Regions from separate parts of the Mus musculus genome. Here region 2 is linked to region 1. Evidence: chromatin contacts called from public HiChIP or PLAC-seq data. All regions are on one chromosome and are shown on one strand. The core of a region is the stretch at or near the end of the contact, and the rest is flanking DNA. Distances in the headings are between cores, read along the strand shown.

The links. HiChIP or PLAC-seq counts read pairs in DNA pulled down with a chosen protein or histone mark.
Region 2: an H3K4me3 HiChIP or PLAC-seq map of embryonic stem cells shows a contact between it and region 1, with 18 read pairs. The contact joins the enhancer-like site here to the promoter of Olfr1344 in region 1. A contact is called at or near these places in 6 of 39 promoter capture datasets (the 3T3-L1 cell line, the HPC-7 cell line, cranial neural crest and 2 more), 1 of 15 datasets of contacts at CTCF or cohesin (the NIH/3T3 cell line), 1 of 115 datasets of contacts at active chromatin or transcription factors (embryonic stem cells) and 2 of 9 other capture datasets (adipose tissue and embryonic stem cells).

The regions. Positions count from the first base shown.
Region 1 is chr7:6,436,583-6,443,466 of GRCm38.p6, reverse strand. Olfr1344 (olfactory receptor 1344) reads right to left here and starts at 3,565. Exons shown (of 1, transcript NM_177061.3): 1 at 2,600-3,565. The coding sequence starts at 3,565. The coding sequence ends at 2,600.
Region 2 is chr7:6,756,312-6,763,356 of GRCm38.p6, reverse strand. The region is part of intron 2 of Usp29 (ubiquitin specific peptidase 29); the gene reads right to left. Among named protein-coding and RNA genes, the nearest start is that of Usp29, 29 kb to the right of the region's middle. Within about 2 kb of position 3,071, at least 24 of the 459 cell types and tissues checked have an H3K27ac peak or open chromatin away from gene starts, as enhancers often do. A contact at or near this core is called in embryonic stem cells, where this site is marked.

The DNA.
Region 1 (6,884 bases), core at 2,316-4,815:
GTAAAGACTCCAGCAGCTGAGCCTGATGACACAGTATGGTCTTCAGGACTCGTGTAGTGTAAGGAAAGAAACAACTTCCATAACTTGTCCCCTGAACCCCACATATATAACCCCACACACAAAATAAGTAATTAATTAATTAGCTAATTATAAATGAGTATGTAATAGTACTTCTAAGAGAATAATGGGTCTGGAGAGATGGCTCAGTAGTTAAGAGAGTGCTATTCTTGCAGAAGACCTGGTCCAGCACCACATCAGATATCCCACAGATGCCTGGAACTCCAGCTCCAGGAGATCTGATGCCCTCTTTCGGCCTCCTCAGCTACCTGCATGCGCAGGTGCATACACTTACAGACACACACATACACACAATTCACTGTGAACTACCCAACACATTTCTTCCTCTCTAAACTGAGCACAAAAGCATTCTCTACTTCTGTGACCTATGTGTGATACCCAAAATAAACCATGCTTATAAGTGATTATCTCATCTCATCTCTTGTTCTCTATACACCATTTTTTAAAAAAATGACCCCTGGCCCTTTCTAATGAAAGAAGTGAGCCCCCTATACCTCAGTGTGTGAACACTTCCAGTGTACCTATAGTGAAAAATATTTTCCTGTGTTCTGTGATATGCTTCCTCACCCAATATGGGAAAAGGAGAACACAACCTTTTCTCACTGTAACCTGATTGTCTTAGGTGTTTAGCATAGCAATGGAAAGTTGACAAAATGAGATTACATGCCAACGTTTGTTGACACCTTTGAAATAACCCATTTCTCCTGTCTCAGTGAACATCTATGCAGTTGTGATGTAGAGTTTAGATCTGAAGAAACCAAAGCACACAATCAAAAACTAAGGCAGTGGCAGGCACAAGAAGTACATTTGCTTGTCTACAAAGGTGAAAATAGTGTCTGGAGAGATAGCTCAGTAGTTACGAGCACATAGTGCTCTTGCAGAGGGCTGGAGTTCAGTTCTCAGCACCCACGTGTGGCAGCTCACAACAGCCTGTAACTCCACTTCCAGGAGATATACCTTCTCCTGTATCCTGAGAACACCATCACTCTTGGGCACATACCCATACATAGACACGAATATACACATAACTAGAAATTAAACTGTTATTAAATCAACCTTCTTTTATGATACAAGTCCTGAGAAAATTCAGAAAAAAAAAAAAGATTTGTCAAGACAATAAAAGATTTATAAGATACCTATAGACATTTTATTAAATGGAAAAAACCTCAAAACATTTCTAGTCTTGTTTTAAGGACAGAGAAACATAGAGGACCAAAAGTCTGGGAGGTCAGAAAGAAGAGGTACTGGGGTAAATATGGTCAAAGTACGTAGTGTGAGTGAAAATATTCATAAACATCATCACAACGTACCATGAATTTCAGTCCCCCTGACTCTGCCTCCCGAGTGCTGAGATAACAGGCCTGCCCCACCACCTTTGGGTTTCTGAGATTGTTGAGTTTGCTTTTTGCCTGATGTCAGGGGTGCTAAAGCAAGGCCCTGCTATCTTCAAATTATTTTTACATTTTTAAGTAATTTAAAAAGTAAAAGAGTTAGGGCTGGAGAGATGGCTCAGCAGTTAAGGGTGCTGGCTACCTTGCAGAGGACCTGGGTTCAAATCCCAGCATCCACATGTTCCTCACAATCATCTGTAAATTCAGTCCCAGGGAATCCAGCACCTTCTGGTGTCCTTGGACACTGCATACACATGCTGCACACACATGCTGCACACACATGCACTCAGGCACACACACATATGTATAAAATAAATGCTTTTATTTTTTCAATTTTTTATACATTTTTACTTAAAATAGAATTACATTGCTTTTCCCATTTTCTTCCCTTCCTCCAGCCCCTCCAAGTATCCTCACTGCAGATTTAGAGATGCACAGATATTCTGTAATATTCAGACACCAATGGCCATTAATAGTTTTCTGGGTGCAGCCCCAAGTTTCTTTCTTGCTTTATCTGTTCTTGCTCGCTCTCCATTCCTCCCTCCCCCCTCTCCCTCCCTTCACAGTCACAGCAGTGCAGTAGCCACAGCAACTCTGAAAGCATTTCTCATCTAATTCTTTATTTGAAAGTTCCAGCAGGAATGTGACTCACTTCTAGGTAGAGTGCTCCTCTGGTATGCACTGGTAAGTCAACCATGCTTCATTAAAGGGCTCCACACCCATGAGTATCTAGGGAGCACAAACTGGACTCCAAGGAGTGATTTTATTAAGTTGAGGAGTGGATGGGGGGGGGGGGAGGTTAGATCTTGGACGATTTTAGGGAAGGCATGGGCAATGGACATGATCAAAATACAGTCTGAGAAATTATGTCAATAAAGACATAATATTCAAGATTTTTTCAAAGAAATCTCTATGTAGGGACATATCCATTTAATTCCAGCACTCAGGAGGCAGAGGCAAGTGAATCTCTGTGAGTTCGAATCCAGCCTGGTCTATCCAACGAGTTCCGGGCTAGTTAGGGCTATACTGAGATCCTCTCTCAAAAACTTAAAAATAAAACAAAAGAAGATACCTCCATGGAATTTGAACAGACCAGACTGAGAGAAAATTCTGTGCCCCGCAGAAGTCGCTTAGTGCAACACAATGCGCGTCCCCCGCAGCCGGGCCAGGGCATAGCGAGCTGCCATGTGGACCTCACGGTTTCGAAGGCTGTAGATGAGTGGATTGAGGACAGGTGTGACCACCAGGTAGAAAACTGCCACCAGTTTATGGTGTCTAGCAGGAAGATCACTAGAGGCTTTGGGCCGCAGGTACATGGCACTCACCGTGCCATAGAAGAGCCCCACCACAGCCAAATGTGAGCTGCAGGTGGACAAAGCTTTGTGGCGACTTCCAGCAGAAGGCAACTTGCGCACAGCAGCCAGAATCCAGGTGTAAGAGGCTAGGATGAGGACCAAAGGTACCAGGAGGATGGGCACGCCCAGGCCATAGACCAGCCTGTAGTTGGCTGTGGTGTCCGCACACGCTGTCCTCAGCACCGCAGGTAGCTCACAGAAGAAGTGGTCCACCGCTGCCCTCCCAGGACAGAAGGGCAGGCGTAGTGCAGCCACCGCATTGGGTACAGAGAGTGCAAAGCCCAGTGTCCAGGATGCTCCAGCCAGCGCTGCGCAGCGGGGGGCGGTCACCAGGGTCGCATAATGCAGCGGTCTGCACACAGCCAGGCAGCGGTCCAGGGCCATCGCTGCCAAGAGGATGGCCTCGCAGCTGCCCAGGGAGATGCCCACGTACAGCTGCGTGCCACAACGTACCAGGGAGAGGCGGGCACTGCGCATGGTCATGTGTGCCAGCGCCTGCGGTAGCGTGGTACTCACATAGGCTGTGTCCAGCAGGGCCAGGTGGGTCAGCAGGCGATACATGGGCCGATGCAGTCGTCTGTCCAAGGCTATCAGACCCACTAGGGCACCATTACCCAGCACAGTGGTGAGGTAGGCTAGAAGAAGTGAGGCCCACAGCAGGGGGCGCAGGGAAGGTGGGGCCCACAGTCCCAGCAGCAGGAACTCTGTGGTTCCTGAATCATTGAGGGTTCCCGGGCCCATCCTGGAGACAGAGACAAATAGCAGGGTCACTGCAGACAGTCTGAGCTGGGAGTGTAAGGGATGGCAGGACCCAGCTCCTTCTCCATTAGTCTCCCTTCCCAGCACTCTCCTTCCTCATTTTCCCGCCTCATTTTCCCTCTCCTCCCACCACACACACACACACACACACACACACACACACACTCCAACTCTTAAGTTACATCTTGTTTACCCCCGCCCCTCACCCACCCCCCCGTGCCTCTTTATGGTTACAATAGCTTGCTGTTGTAACTTGCACATATATTGAAGGAAAAAATGTTTCTGAGTCTGAATTTTTCCCTCATAAAATAAAGGTTTTGAGTGAGAGCCCAATGAGCTGAGCTTAATCTTTGACAAACTCACACAATGGAAGGAGGCAACCAACCCTAACCTCCACATAACACACACACAAAGACACAGACAGACAGACAGAGAGACAAACAGAAAGACAGTGAGAGAAGAAAATAAATAAATTAAAATACATTATTCATATCGTTTTGTAAAAGAATTCTCTCTCTCTCTCTCTCTCTCTCTCTCTCTCTCTCTCTCTCTCTCTTTCTCTCTCTCTCCCTCTCTTCTCCATGAGCTGGACCTGAGATACACAAATATCCAAGTCTTCCAGTGGTTATAAACCCACTGAAGTCATAGGTACTTGGAAGTCAATTGTGAGACATGCCTATAGACATACCTAGCAAATATTGGGTCAAGACCGTGATAGAAGAAAGATGGAGAGAGAACAAATCGCTCAGGAGCATTTCTGCCCTATGTGCACACAATTGCTTTGTACAACGGGCTCTCTGGATCACAAAACATCTTATTCATTCCCTGTGGGTGTCCATTACGAATCTGAAGCCTCAACAGACTCACCTCCCAGAAACTCCTATCGCCTCCTTTACCACATGGATTCTTTGCCCAGTTCCGCACTCAGACTTGCTCCATAGCTACACATCCCCATCATGGAGTAGATAGATGCTTCCCACCTCCAAGGATACACAGTATGCTCGAGGCTCCTGGGCTCGGAAGCAGGAAAAACAGCAAATTATCCAGGCTGTGATCAGGTAGGAGGAGTTAAAGCCCTCTACCCAGATCCACAGAGAGTTCTGACACAGAGGGACTGGGGGAGCAATTACAAGGCTCCTCGCCTTGCTCTCTCCCTAGGTCAGGACATTGGGACCACACTTGACTCTCACAAGAACCCATTATTGGCCATCAGTAATGAGGCTTCAGTGGGTTGATCTCGGCCCTGGGTCCCCATGGGCCCCATCTACCTTTTCTAGATGTGAGACTGGAGGTCACCCTGAGAGAAAAGCTAGGAAAATTCCTCTCTGTTCTATCATTGTCTCCATCTCTCTTTGAAGGTTCCTTATCTAATAATACTTCGGGGCTTTTCCTTTTTATAAATTTTAGTTACATGTATATACAAGATTTCTCTGTTCTTCTTGAGTTTCATGTGTTTTTCAAACTGTATCTTGGGTATTCTAAGTTTCTGGGCTAATATCAATGAGTACATATCATATGAGTTCTTTTGTGATTGGGTTACCTCACTCAAGATGATGCCCTCCAGATACATCCATTTGCCTAGGAATTTCATAAATTCATTGTTTTTAAAAGCTGAGTAGTACTCCATTGTGTAAATGTACCACATTTTCTGTATCCATTTCTCTGTTGAGAGACATCTGGGTTCTTTCCAGCTTCCGGCTATTATAAATAAGGCTGCTATGAACATAGTGGAGCATGTGTTCTTATTACCAGTTGGAACATCTAAGACCAAAGTGTGGACACTTCGCCCCTTCTTAGAATTGGGGACAAAACACCCATGGAAGGAGTTACAGAGACAAAGTTTGGAGCTGAGACGAAAGGATGGACCATCCAGAGACTGCCCCACCCGGGGGTCCATCCCATAATCAGCCACCAAATGCAGACACTATTGCATACACCAGCAAGATTTTGCTGAAAGGACCCTGATATAGCTGTCTCTTGTGAGGCTATGCCAGTGCCTGGAAAACACAGAAGTGGATGCTCACTGTCAACTATTGGATGGAACACAGGGCCCCAATGGAGGAGCTAGAGAAAGTACCCAAGGAGCTGAAGGGGTCTGCAACCCTATAGGTGGAATAACAATATGAACGAACCAGTATCCCAGAGCTGGTGTCTCTAGCTGCATTTGTAGCAGAAGATGGCCTAGTCGGCCATCATTGGGAAGAGAGGCCCCTTGGTCTTGCAAACTTTATATGCCCCAGTACAGGGGAAACACCAGGGCCAAGATGCAGGAGTGGGTGGGAGGGGAGGGGGGAAGGATATAGGGGACTTTTGGGATAGCATTTGAAATGTAAATGAAGTAAATACCTAATAAAAATTGGAAAAAAAATTTAAAAGAACAAAAAAATATTTCTTCTCTCAGTTTATCCTAAAGGAACTTAATGTTTATGTTATGGTTTTCAGTTAACTTTTTTAGCCGGATTCCTGAGTGTGTGAATGAGTGGCCTCTGTTTATTGTGCCTTCTCTTGGGTCCTTTTCCTTCTGCTTGTTTGTTTTATCTAACTCTGATTAGTTAGTTTTGTTTTATCTTATTTTATTTTATTATTATCCCTTAGAAGCCTGTTTGTTTTCTAATAAGAGACTGAAAGGGAGGTAGATAGAAATGAGAGGGGAAGAGGAGAGGAACTTGGAAAAGGACAGGGAGGGGAAATCATATTCAGGATTTATTATGTGAAGGGGAAAAGTCTATTTTCAATAAAAGGTAAAAAAAAAAGAGTCAGACAAGGATTACGTTTTCTGCAAGCATTTAGAATCAAAACAATCACATTAACTTCACAACAGCCAAACATCATTTGCCAAGAGTGTTAAATATCTGTATCCTGGGCCACCAAGATGACTCAGAGCTTAAAGGAGCTTGCCACCAAGTCTGCTGACCTCAGTTTGGCCCCATATGGTAGAAAGAAATCCACATTACTAGGTCAGGACTGGGGTAGGCAATGCAGACATAAACGAGAGAACCGGCATCTCCAGGAGAAGAATTATTTTTTTAATCAGAACAACTGAAGGACTGCGGTCTCTCGGTGAGGTGGAGACTCCACACGTGGCATGGACACTTGAAATTTCCCTGCAGTCTGAGAGTGATCGATGCCATGATCCTCTTATTAGAAACTTCTGGAACCTGACAGCCCACAGGTGTCAATGATGAAGTCAACATTCCTACCCAGAGCTTCTCAGGCCACCTGAGGCTTTGAGGTCATTAACTCTCTACTAAGTAGAAAATGACACCCCCTTCCCTCCACTCCTCATCAGTGGCACACACAC
Region 2 (7,045 bases), core at 1,822-4,321, 320 kb before region 1:
ATCTATTCATCTATTATCTATTTATCTCCCATCTATCCATTCTGACTATCACCTATCCACCCCTTATCATCTTTGTATCTATAATTTAACATTCAGTGATTATCTTGGCAGCTATTTATCAATCTATAATCCATCTGTCTCTTCATCGTCTATCTTCTAGTCACCATCAATCTATGTATCTATCATCTGAGTAGCTATCACTTATCATCTATCTATTATTCTGGATCTTATCTCATTAGAAACTGTATTATGTTAGAAATTGTAATATCAAACAGAGCTTGCGCTCATAGATAGCCCCTGACCCCCCCCCCATACATTCATTTTCCTACACCTGACTTTATCCCTCTTCATCTAATTTAGATTCAATGGTCCATCCTGACAGTCATTCCATTGATATCTAACAAATTACCATAAATGTTGTATCTTAAAAAAAGTTCAAGTCCCATGGTGGTGATACAAGCCTTTAATTCCAGCACTCAGGAGGCAGGTATCCGTGGAGTCTGAGGTCAGCATGGTCTACAGAGATAGATCTAGGACAGCCAAGGCTAAACAAAGAAACCCTGTTTCTTGGCAGGGAGTAGGTCATAGCCAGGCATCATGACACATATCTTTACATAGCAACTTCTAGGGCAGTCAGGGCTATAGTGAGACCCTTTCTCAGATAAATATTTTTAATGTTAATTTGTCATTTCACAGTCCAATTGGAGGCCAGGAAAGCTCAAATGGACTCTTCACTTATGATTCTCCAGGACTGGGTTCTATTGCATAGGCCTTGGAAGAAGAATCAACAGGTCTCTCTCTTTGCCATTTATGACCTCAGTATTGACCCACCTTAGTGATCCTCATCTCTTAAGGAAGAAGTGACTGGTGTGCAGCACCTAGACTTCCTGCCAACATCAGCATCTAATCACCAGCTCTTTGGTGAACCTTGTGAAATGTGGTTCTTCCTACCCTCTTCAAGACTGCAGGCAAAAGCAAAAAATGGCCAAACTCTTTACAAACCTAAGGAACCCTGAGCCAGAACCATCTGGCCAGATCATTGCTGATTTCCTAAACTACAGAAATGACATGAATGCCAAGTGTGGTGGCCCTCACCTTTAAACCCAGCCCTGGAGAGGCACAGGTAGGTGGATCTCTGTGAGTTCAAGGCTAGCCTGGTCTATATAGCCTACTTTAGACCAGCCAGGGATACAGAGTGAGACCCTGCTTCAAAAAAAAATTATCATGTGTTGAAGGAGTATAAATACAATATATATATGTATGTGTGTGTGCGCTCACGTGCTTTTTTTTTTTTTTTTTTTTTTTTTTTTTTTGTCTACACACATACATGCCTGAGGAGTTGGCTACCCAAAAAGCTAGAGGTACAGATGGTTATGAACTACCAAACGTGGGTGCTAGGAACTAGACCTAGGTACTCTGCAAGAGAAATATGTACTCTTAGCCACTAAGTCGTCTCTTCAGCCCCAGGGATTTTCTCAGTTGGGTTCATTGAGATGGGAAGACACCTCCTGACTGTGCAAGGCACCATTGCCTGCTGTGTCTGGGATGAATGAATATGGGGGAGTTAACTGAGCAGAGACAAGTACAGGATAATACATTTCTCTCTGTTCTTGACTGTGGATATGAAGTGATGCCTCACATTTCTACCTCCATGCCCTCCCAAAATGATGGACTGTAGCCTGGTTGGCTTTTTGTTTGTTTATTTGTTTATTTGTTTGTTTGTTTGTTTTTCAAGAAGCTAAATTCTCATTATGTAGTTTTGGCTGTCCTGGAACTCACTGTGCACACCAGGCTGGCCTCAAACTCACAGAGATCCGCCTGCCTCTGCCTCTCAAGTGCTGAGATGAGTGCCACCTTGCTTGGCTTGAACTGGAACTGGAACTATGAATCAAATAAACCCTTCTCCTTTAAGTTGCTCTTGTTAGTGCATTTTATCACAGCAATGGGAAAGGAAATTGAGACAACATTCATGATCAGTCATCTCTCTATAGCCATCAGCTGCAGGAACTTATATCCCCAAACCTTAACACATAGTGTATTTACTTTGTCGAAGCACAGTAAGATGACTAATTGCTCACCAAATTCATACACCGAATTCCTCATCCACTCAGAAGGTGACTATAGTTAGAACTAGGGTCTCTTTTAGTGTAATGGAGTTCAGGGTGAATGCTAAGCTACTATGACTAACATCCTTATGAGAAGAAAAGAATGTGACTCAGACACACACAGAGGAGCATGTGATCTGACAAGAAGATAGGCACCTGAAAGTCATGAGAGGGAACTGTGGAACAGCCAACCAACTGTAGGGTGGGGGTGGGGAGTAGAAATTAACAAAGATGACTCTATCAAGTAGGAACATTGCAAGAACCAGAAGACCTGGACATGGGCTCTAAGATGGTGCTTTCTGTATATGACAGGGAAACTTCACCTGTGAACTCTCAACAACATTGTTGCCTGAACAAGACCAGCATAGTGATACCACCAGTTGACATGACAATGATGGGGCACCCTCACAAGGCCCCACCTCTACAGGAAGAGCCACAGGCAATTAATAACTACAGAGACATGGAGAATCGGTCTTCTCCAGGGACAACCCCGATAGAGCATACACTCCAAAGCAGTCACATAGGAGCAACACTAAAAGGACTTAACAGGAGGGGTGTGTGTGCGTGCGTGCGTGTGTGTGTGTGTGTGTGTGTGTGTGTGTGTGTGTGTGTGATGCATTTGATAGGGACTGGGGAGATGGCACAGGAGGAATTGGATGTGAGGAGGGGGAGGGGTGGAAACGTTGTAAATACAGTTCTCACTTACAAAACTCCCAAAACATTTTCAAAAGAAAGAAAGAAATTAACATACAAAAGGCCCTGCGAGGAAAAACTGGCAGCTTTACTTCACCTGGGCTTCAAGAAATCAGAATGCTCTGGAAAGCCTGAATTGAAGGAACCCAGCGGGGTGGGTAGTATGTTAATGACCCGTAAAAAAGTCACTGCCGACCTCACTGCTCCCCTTGTCCCCATTCGCGCCTTCTGGGAACCAAGCCCTAAGGCAGGCTTGGTGTAGCTCTCCCCTCCCCTTAACCTCTCTCCTAATGATCTCTTCCCAGTAATGATCCACCTGGCTCTCTACAAACACCTGGAAACTTTAGCATCTGCCTTCTAGACTCACATCAGCACCTGGATCTTGGAGTTTTTAGCCTCCAGAAAAACAACAAACAGTCCCTGCGTCTGCTAGTACTCTGTTGTGATGGCTCAAGCCAATGAATTCAGCTCGATATCTGAAATTATAAAAAGACAATACTCGATTTACTTCTTCCCACAAGAGAGAGCTAGGCTAATCCGGAGTCTCTCTGAAGCATGGTACTGTTCTATGAAGGGTCTGGGGGCAGCAGAGGACAGGTGCTGTCCAGCTTTCAAAGACAGAAAAGGACTGACATTAACGTCATCTGCAGAAGTGTGGTCTCTGGAGTGAGACCCCGCTGGATTGGTTGGCATGCAGAGGCGTGTTTATCAGACTGAGTCCATCTTTGATGGGCCCGGCTATCCAAAGCAAAGCAATTGTTTGGCTTGCAGAAGCGTGTCCACCGAGGCGAACCGTCATTGATCAGTTGAACGGGGTTGTATCTGATTCTGATAGCTACTTCCTTCCCTGGCTATGAACCAATATAGCTTTTCCTTAGCTCACGGGAACTTTCTTACTCTTGACATACTGTTTTTCAGGTAACTGTGGCCCCAGTATACTGCAGTGGACTGAGCCAAGGACAGCTGTGCATTACTTGAATGTGGGAATGATCATTGTTTCACCATGTGTGCCTTGTTGGGAAATTTGCATGAGAATGAGTCAAGGGTATGCACATGACCAATTTTAACTTTTGTTTACTTATTTTTTAATTTTAAGATTATATTCATGTATTTATTGTGTGCATGTGTACATATGTACATAATATATGTATGGACATACATACACATACGTACACACAGATCTGTGAGGATAAATTGGCACAGGTAAATCTGGAGCCATCAATCCCTCACAGCCTACAATTATGCGTAATTTTCTAAGGAACACTAGAGCCCTTCAGTTTGGAGTTAAAGATGCTTCTGGCCCAGGAGAATCTGGTGTGACCTGGAAGTGACTTGACAGATTCACCCAAAGACCAGAGTAAAGCCAAGCCAAACGAAACCAACCAACCAACCAACCAACCAGCCCAAACAAACAAATGAAAAGCAAAGAAAAAAGTAGAAGAAATAAAATAAAAGTCAGGGATAAGTAAGGTGACTGACTAGTTCTGGAAAGTTCGGTGATCAATGAAGAGAAAGACAGTGTGTGTGTGACAACATGGAGGTGGCTGTTGACCTTGAAGAGAGGGTTTTCGATGGAATGGCAGCAGGTAGACCTGACTGGAGCCAAGCTAAGAGAAAATGTGTGGAGACAATGCAGTCAGCTCTTCAGAAGTGATGTCAGAAGCTGACACAGACCCATGACCATCATCAGCACACAGAGATCCAGGAAGGAAGTGAGGAGAACCTCAGAGGTTGAGTAGGCCACTTGGATTTTGTTCTGATGGAGGTGCACAGCCATACAAGGCTTTGGGCAAAAGGATATGTGTGTGTGTGTGTGTGTGTGTGTGTGTGTGTGTGTGTGTGTACACATGTAATGGCCAGGCTATGCTGTGATAGACAGGGAGAACATAAATAAAATGACATCAGATGCCTGGAGAGACATGTTGGCCACAAGGGCGTGGTCATGAGGATAGACACAGACTTAACATGAGAAGTTGGTGGTCAGCCTTCTTAGGCAAATATGGAGATATGGGGGTAGAGCCCTAAATCAGACTACTCTATCAACCTCCTCCCGTTCTTCTCAGAGTCAAGGGAACAACACTGAGAAGGGGTGGGAATGTGAAGTGCTGTCTTCTGGACATGGCATGGCTGTTACAGTCATGAACTCACAGCAGCTGTGGATACCTGCCGAAGACCTGACCAATATCAAACCACTCAGAATTCCAACACAGAAGGGAGAGGCTATTCCCAAGACCCCACCCCTCACTGAGAACCTACTGGCAATAGGTGACTGCTGGGAAAGGACAGTCAATTCTCTTTGAGGGTATGGTTTTGGTAGCTGACCCATATCTCACAGTCTATTCCAAAATCATAAGAACATGGGTAGACATAATTGAACTCAATGTATAAATTTTTAAAAAAGGACATGAATATGGGAGGGAGATTTGTGTGTGTGTGTGTGTGTGTGTGTGTGTCTGTATGTGCCCAAGGAGCAGTCTCAAACAGTCCACATGGAACTGAGAGTCCACAGGAGCCTTCCAGCCAACATCCTCACCTCAGTATGGCCCCTTCATTTCTGAGCTAAATGCCAGGTTGGGACTGAGACATGTCTCCCTTGCTCCCTAGTATGCAGAGCTGGGTGTGTGGAGGGGAGGGGAGATAGTTCTGCTTAGAAGAGCTGTCCACATAGTTTCATAAGAATTCCAGAGACGCAAAGTTCCCAATCAGCAAGAGACCACCCCTGCCTGCTACTGATTTTCTGGATCAAACCCTAGTTCCTTATTCTTACCAAATTGTTTGCCCATTTCGGGAAACTGATAATCTCCCGTCACACAAAGGCTCTCCATTTTACAGTGGCTAACACAGAAAATGGTCCCAAGTCATACCCACTGCACTAGATTTCAAACTATACCCCAAACAATATAAATATTTTCACTGGGATGGTGAGATGGCTCAGTGGGTCAAGCCTGGTGACCTGAGTTTAATCCCCAGAAGCCACAGGGTAGAAGAAGAAAGCCAACACCAGCACACTGTCCTCTGGCCTCCATGCACAGGCCCACAGAATGCATGCCCTTCCCCCACCACACACAGTAAATAAAAATGGAACTAACTATTTAAAGGAATAAACTTGTTATTTTTTTAAACATTCACGATTATGACCTTGTATCAAAGTACAAATACACACATACATATACATACACACATACAAATACACAGTGGTGAGTTTTTTGTTTGTTTGTTTGTTTGTTTGTTTGTTTAAAGCGTTTCATGAGCTGATAACAATGTAGCTCCCAGAAGTACTCAGGTAGAAGAATTTTTAAGTCAAATGTCTTCCTGTGCTTAAAAACCTCCTACTCTCTCCTGGGGTGTTGTGACAAACTGGGCTTCCAGCTAAAGCACCTCAGAGACCTTTGCAGGATCCAACATGGATTTTTCAGAAAGGTCACAGAGAATGGGTTAAAGGTACAAATGCCAGAGGAGAGGACGTGTGGCAGGAGTCCAAGGCGAGGGTGTGGTGGCCTTCACTATGTTGGAAACAGTGGGGTGAAGGATGAGGAACAAATTATTTTAGGAGACAGCACCAGGGAGCCTGGTGATGGATGGGACATAGCAGGTGTGGCAGGGACAACACCCATGTTCCTGCCCTGGGTCCCTAAGACAAACTATGGTTAACAATGTGTGGATACTAAGTCCTCTCCGAGTCAGAGTCTGATGGCCACTTCAATTCTGGAAGGAGGTAAAGTATTCCCTGTCCAGCAGGAAAGACATTAAGTTCGGAAAGTAGATTTTTGTTGTTGTTGTTTATTTGTTTTTGTTTTTGTTTGTCCCTTGTGGGACTCCATGAAAGTTCCAAACGGTTCAAAAGTCAGGGGAAGGTTTGAGGAGATGGCTGGAATGGTAAAAGACTGGCTTTACCGTCTTGCTTTACATGAGGTCCTGAGTTCAAGCCCTCAACATCCACATAAAAAACTCAGCTATGGTGACAAAGCTGTACCGGATCTCAGAACTAGAGGCAGAGTCAGGAGGATCCCCGAGGCTCATGGGCCAGCTGGTCCAATGGAATGTGTAAATCCCGATTCAGAGTCTCTCAAGACCCTGTCTCAAAGTTAAAGAAGACTTCTGGTGTCAATTTTTAGTTGACACAAGGTAAAGTAAGTCTGTGACACAGCCCTGGGGTCCCAGCTTCTGGGGAAGCTGAGGTAAGAGGGTCCCAGGTGCCGCTACCCACTGGGCAATCTTGCCTGCATCAGCTTGATAGTTTATTCAAG